Linked DNA regions of Rattus norvegicus: region 2 is linked to region 1. A link is a contact called in public Hi-C data. All regions are on one chromosome and are shown on one strand. The core of a region is the stretch at or near the end of the contact, and the rest is flanking DNA. Distances in the headings are between cores, read along the strand shown. Region 1 has its middle 120 kb from the start of Abcb5. Region 2 has its middle 75 kb from the start of Itgb8.

Region 1 (3,366 bases), core at 591-3,090:
AGTAACTAAATTCCAAAGAGGCCTATGTAGATGTATACTTAGCTGACAGTATATCTATTTATAAAAAGAAGAATCAGGACAAGTCACATTGCATACTAACCTTCCTTTCTGAGATCAAATTTTGTCCTATTCACCATTTTTTTACTTGAAGTGACAACCACCTGTTACTTCGGATTGCTTTCTGACCACTACCAGAGCTGAGAAGCAGATTAGAAAGTCAGTTCTTAGACACAGAGTCAGATAAGACAAGACTGGACAATTCATTGGCTAATTCATATGCATTTTGGTAAAGCATGGTTTACTGGTCTTAGTTCATAGAACAAAACAATTAGATCCTAGATTCAGTGTGTTTCCTTTACAGATCAGGGTAAATAGTGACAAATTTTATGTTTCTGACTTATTTCATGTGCTTTATTCTTCTTCCTCCTTTTAGACAAGTTTCTCTGAATTCTATGAACATCTTTAGTATAATTTCAGTTCAAGTTCTAATGCTTTTCTTCTGTGTTTTCAATTGATATTATGTGTCAAGCCAGGTATATTTTATATAACAGGAGACTCTTGACATGTGTTGGACCTTGTGACCTCATTACTCTTATTCAGAGTGGGAAAGTGAGATACAGGAATGGAAATAGAAATAATACATTTTATGTCACATGGTCAATCTGCTCACTAGGTTATGGGCCCCAGCAGAAGCCATTCTTGGCTCTAACTTAGGCTCTGATCAGTTTGATGGGGGAGGTGAGGAAAGGCCAAGAATTAGTGATGGGGCCATGGTGTCAAGAGATAGTGATGACTTTGGCATGATCTACATGTTGTCCTGTCATGTGTAAAGCAATAATGGAGAAATATGCACATTAACCACATATGCAGATCATGTTTCTAGTTAATAGTGGTATTCAGGTAATACTGCATCTGCTTGAATGAAATGCTTAACACTATGCTCAAAACTGGTATTTTAGGAAGAGGGAATGTTGCAGAATTGCAGAGCTGTAAGAGCCATATTAGAAACCCTTAGTGTTATTCTGAATATTTTTATGTTTATGACCGTGATCAGTAAAATCACAAATAGGCTAATTAAAGCAAGTTTCTTTAGAAAAATAAAGATATTTAACTCACCACATTTGGTCATATGCCTGTTGAAAAAGAATGTTTTTTTCTTTGATAATTACAGAGGCAGAATCAGAGCCATCAAGGAACTTGGTACTTACAAGGTCAATACTAGTTGATATGTTTCCAAAAAACTGTACAAGAAAAGAGGTTTCAATATTTCATTGAGCAAAAATATACAAACTGCTCTCTTGGGGTCTGAGAGTCCTTGACCAGGGAGAATGATTCCATCGTGGAATCTGAACTTAGCTTTCCTGCCAACATCACATCTTGAGAGTCAGGATACCACAGAAGATTGCTAGGAGGAATGCTATATTTGAGGATCATCAGCTGGGACAGATTATGGAAGGCAAGCCTGTCAACCTGGGTTGGAAATGTCACAGGATAGGTAGGTAGGTATTTCCCGCAGGCTATGCTAAACATATCATGATAGGGGAATTGCAAGGAAAGTTACTATGTGGTGAGAGCTAAAACTGCCAACATGAGCTCAAATGTTTCCAAAAACAGTCTCACTTATCACTGCACATGAAAAGGCTTCTATATTTCATTGAGCAAAATAATACATATTTATTTAGTGAGCCATCAGACTGGTAGGGAGGGGGAGTTCTGGAGAGGAATTGTTTATTTTCCCTAAGAGTCTTTGGTTTCCACTAACTCAAGAGCAGACTTAATGTGAAGTTGAGCAGATACAGGGTCATATTCATCATTGGCCAAATGCCCCCCCTTCAGGCATTTCAAGTTCATTACCCTTTGTGCTCTGTAATCCCATGAGACCAATGGTAAAAGCTACCCACTGGATTCTCCTGTAGTTACTCATTTGCATGGATACTCATCTGAAAAATCACATATTCAGTAGTTAGCATTTGAGAATTTGCCTGTTTAGATTTCTGATAAGACTAAGGAGAAGCAGTCCAAAGTCTTAACAAACATGATTAAAATCTCTTGGTGTGTTATCTTTTCCCTTCATTTTGATCATAATACCAATGTCCAATGTTGTTTTTAGTTTGGAATTTACTCATGGTTCGGAAAACTTCATTGCCATCTTTTGTACTTTGACATTTAGATCTCCGAAATCTATTGTTGTGAGTATTTTTTTCAACCAGCACTTCTGCAGCATCTACTTCATGTCAAGCCTTTACTAGAAGATATAATAATTAGGAAATTAAAAGATAAAGGAAAAATATGGATGCATGTGAGTATTGTGAAAATATTGTAAAAGAGGTATTGTGAGGGTGGGAGAGAAAAGCATAACTACATAAGAAAACAACTTTAGTTGGTGGTAGAAAGGCTGGATCTGAAAGATCGTTGTAGGTGTGATAGACAGAAAAGGCTAGACCAGTGATTCTCAATCTGTGGGTCATGACCTCTTTGAGGGTTGAAAGACCTTTTTGCAGTGGTTGCCTAAGACCATCAGAAAATACAGATATTTATAGTATGATTAATAACAGAAGAAAAATTTGTCATGAAGCAGCAATGAAAATAATTTTATGGTTGAGGAGTCACCACAACATGAGTTATATTAAAGAGTCACAGTACTGGAAGGTTGAGAATCCTTGGGCTAAAGAACACAGTCCAGTAATCACACAAGTTCAAATTCTATCAAGGACCTAGAACATTCTCTGAGGAAATAGTAGGTGGGAAGGCCCCCCACCTTTACTAGAAACAAGATCTATTGAGTATGGTGGTTGAGAGGAAGAGTTGGTCAAAGAGATTTGGAGTCTGTCATGAAAGCTCTGATATGCATTTTATTCTATTGATGAAAAAGTGGTTATTGAAATTGTAAATCTGAGACATGCAATGATGAGCCCTGTTGTGACTTATGTGGGGATAAAATGGAGTTTAGAGAAAATTCTGGCAAGGGGTAGAGACCAGAGTCCATTGCAGGACTGCTGTGAGATCTGGTACACTTCTGAGATGTGACTAATACACATGTAGAATTGGCAGGACCTGGAGACGAAGGCAGTAGAACATCCATTCTTTCATCCAGCAGTTTGTAGAGCTCCTGTTCAGTGCCGGAGGCATTTTAGATATTGAGGGCATGAAAGTTAAAGGCAAAGTTCCTGCCTCTATGAAGCTTGCATTCTAGTGTGAGAAATAAGAATAAAGACTACCAATATGCACATTCATAACAGATTATGTGACATTAAGTGCTCCGAAGAAAAATAAAGCATGTGACTTTAGACCTTGAAACTTTGGCTTTCGGCCCATGGAACCCTGCTCTTTTGGCCATGGAAGAAAGCCAGTCTAATAAGATAGGAG
Region 2 (3,366 bases), core at 248-2,747, 230 kb after region 1:
TGTTAGTTGTCTATTTTATCGGTTTTAAAAGCTGGATAGTTATGACAGTATTTCTTAACCTCACAAATGGAAAGCGGCGGCTGTAGGATGTAAACAGAAGTTCCAGCCTGGCCGAACTTTCTCTCGTTTGCTATTCATCTGTGGGTAAATTTCAAAACTGATGAGCATTAAGGCTGATTGGCTTTAGTGTCTATGTCATAGATATCACAGATTTTGGGTTTCACATTTTTCTCTTACATAGTGTTCTCTTTACCCATCTCTCCTGCTATTTTCCTGCTTAAGGGATTATCAAGCCAGCCATATAAGCCAGACAATCCTGACTTATTAGCAGAATGAGTTTTTGTGTGTTTGAGCTTGTTTGGTTTTTAAGACAGGGTCTCAATTTGTAGCACTGGCTGCCTTGGAACTTCCTGGGTAAACCAGGCTGGCCTCAAACTTACAGAGATCCTGCTACCTCTGGAGTGCTAAAATTATATGACCCACCATGCCTGGCACAGAATGAAATCTTACTTACACATATCGCTGGTGGCTATAACTATGCTATCAGGCACAATTGAGAAGTTTCACCTACGACCTCATAGTCTAAAGTCTTTACTGTTTAACCCCTTGTTGAAAGCATTTGCTGGCCTCTGCTATACATGTAAAAGCATTTCTTTACTTCTGTGAACAACATCGGCATTCTTGTTACTTGCCCCTGCTAGCACTCATCTATATGTCTTTAAAATTGTTTCCCCAGAGTAGCTAACTCATCAGAGAAATGCCTGGAAGGTGGAGGAGCATTAAGGAAGGGATGAGAAGAACTCATGCATCTGACAAAGATGGGATTGAAGGTGCTCAGCACATGACTGCGCTTTGCTGCCATCTATGGGTACCAAGAGCCTTCTGAGCCCCTGAATCTTAACATACTAGGTGTACTGAAATATTTTTTCAGTTTGTTCCTAGTTCATTTTAAGCAAACAGACTTATGATGTACTTTCTGAATTTTTCCTTCTCATAGTACACATGTCTGTCCAGATTGAAATCACTGACAAATACATAGGAGAGAAGAAAGTTTTCGAGCAAATGGTGATTCAGTCCTCAGGAAAATGGTATCATCATTTGGTGTGTGTGCGTGTGTGTGTGTGTGTGTGTGTGTGTGTGTGTGTGTGTGTACGTGCATGAATGTGTACAGCAGTATAATTTATATTTGACAACTGTATTTTATGGAATAAAATCTTTTAACTTAGCTACTAGAGAAATATGCCAGCTATTAATTTACTGACTATCCTCCAACCCTACCCTTTTTCCTTGCTCTGTAATAACAGAGATTGGCCTTGTTAAACAGGGTCAGTACAGGGTACACTGTTTATTTCTCAGCAAATCAACCATAACTCCTTCTACGACACTCGTTCCAGGTGGCTTCCTTTGATATCAGCTGCTGTCCAGATGGGTTTCGGGGTAGTCACCAACAAAGTGAGTAGGCCTCCAGTGAATTCATCAGTATTCCAGAAAGAATTTTTCCTTTGACTGACAAGTCAGAGTCCTGCTTGGCCACAAACAACACAGTGAAGTCATGTACCATTCCATGGGCATCAACTCTGCTATTTTAATGAGGCGTGTTGAAGATTCTTGTCGGTTCGTCCTTCCTTTGAGAAGTCTCTCCCAGAAGTCCTGTTATATTTTTCTCTCCTCTTCCACCATTTTTACTCAATTTATTGTGATTTCAACTCCTGTTGCTACTTCTTTATAATATTTTTCCTTGTTTATATTATTTTACAGTTTCTCTCTTCTGATTACATTATAACTAAAGTAGCAGAGAGCTAAGAACAGACTATGTTTGTTTCTAAAACATTTAACAAATTAAATTTCCCCAGTATAAAGAACCCATTGAGTGAATTGACTTTTGTATAAGCCTTACAATGAAATTACTGAATCATTTTCTACTTAACAAATCCCTTTGGTGTATGAGCAACCTCTGGGAATTCATGAGCAATAGTGGGGCAGAGAAAATACTTCACAATCTATCCATCTCCTTCAGAAAATGAACATGAAAAGAAAATGTTATCCAGTTTTGGTTTCCACAGTGACTATCCTATTTGAGTTCTAGCTACATTTATCCACATTCATTCATGAGACTATAATGGCTTCCTACCTCATTCTCCAATTCCGTCTCTCTGAAGAAAAGTAGAGGCTATCTTATACAGAGGTGAGATTTTCCCACAGCTTCTTTGCTAGGCCAAATCCAGCCAGAGATCAAGTCACTCCTAGGTAAAGTTTTACATAGATTAATGTTTTTCTAATTTACCTTCTTCTCTCTCATTTCAGAGTTTCCTATTCTTGTTTCTTTACTTCAGTCCCGGTGACACACTGGAAACTTGAGACACCTGTTTTGACAGCAGCTAGATGATGTGGATTGAAACCCAAGTTAAGATTTCTTTGCCTGTGGTAGATTTATAGTATATCTAAATGTAGACCACTGAATACCATTGTAGCTTCACTGAATCAGATTCCTGAGAGAGCAGGAAGCCAGAAACCTACTACGGTCCTGTTTTTCTTCCATGCAAGACTACTGAGTTAGGAACAATTTATAGTGGTATTATCCAATATTCATTTGCATTTTAATATTAGAAGTTCTAGTTTATTATAGACTGGATGAGCATGTAATCTTGAATTTACTTTTATCTGGGCCATTTCTACACCTGTTATAAGAGAGGTTTTTTTTTCAGTCTTTTAGTAAAAGCTCAGTCTTTGATCTGGATAATAAAGTCCTAAGGTTCAAAGATCGGCACAGGCGAGCTTCATGGTAAGTTTCTGAAAACAATATGTGTGCTTTTTTCTGTCTCAAAAAGTGATCCTCTATATAGATGAGTGAAGCATTAATGGAGGTGGTATAAGGAAGCTCAGTGACTGTGTAGTGATGTGTGGAGGAGCCGACTATGGAAGCTTCACACATTCAAGATGGAGGCTGACAAAAACCTTAGAGAGTGAGAAGCACGGTTGAAAGTACTCAGTCATTCCTGGCAGGGGACAGGAGGATTTCAAGGAGTGAGAAAGTACTTAGTGACCATCCAGTTCCCACCATTTCCAGACATTTCTCAATAATGAATAATTATTTATAAAAAAAGAAAATATTTTAAAACATATTTTGACTTTAGCAAGTTTCATATATAACTCAAGGTTGATAGATATAGATATTTACTGAATTTTGCTTTTTTCTGGCCCCCTTACTCTCTCCCCTCTCCTTCCTTCTTTTCCTTTTTATGAAAGATAAAATCTAAGACCTCTTAAATGCTTAGCTAACGCTTTACATCTCTCATCCCACCTCTACAATCAAATTACCGAGAATTCCCTGATGAGCAACCTTTAGGTAGAGTGAAGTTCTATAAT

The links. Hi-C and Micro-C count contacts between places; a contact is called where the count stands out from the background.
Region 2: a contact with region 1 is called in a Hi-C map of Schwann cells, with 7 times the contacts expected there. The contact joins two enhancer-like sites. A contact is called at or near these places in 2 of 12 Hi-C or Micro-C datasets (the A7r5 cell line and Schwann cells).

The regions. Positions count from the first base shown.
Region 1 is chr6:146,192,756-146,196,121 of GRCr8, forward strand. No RefSeq gene overlaps it. Among named protein-coding and RNA genes, the nearest start is that of Abcb5, 120 kb to the left of the region's middle. Within about 2 kb of position 1,841, at least 3 of the 93 cell types and tissues checked have an H3K27ac peak or open chromatin away from gene starts, as enhancers often do. A contact at or near this core is called in Schwann cells, where this site is marked.
Region 2 is chr6:146,424,379-146,427,744 of GRCr8, forward strand. No RefSeq gene overlaps it. Among named protein-coding and RNA genes, the nearest start is that of Itgb8, 75 kb to the left of the region's middle. Within about 2 kb of position 1,498, at least 1 of the 93 cell types and tissues checked has an H3K27ac peak or open chromatin away from gene starts, as enhancers often do. A contact at or near this core is called in Schwann cells, where this site is marked.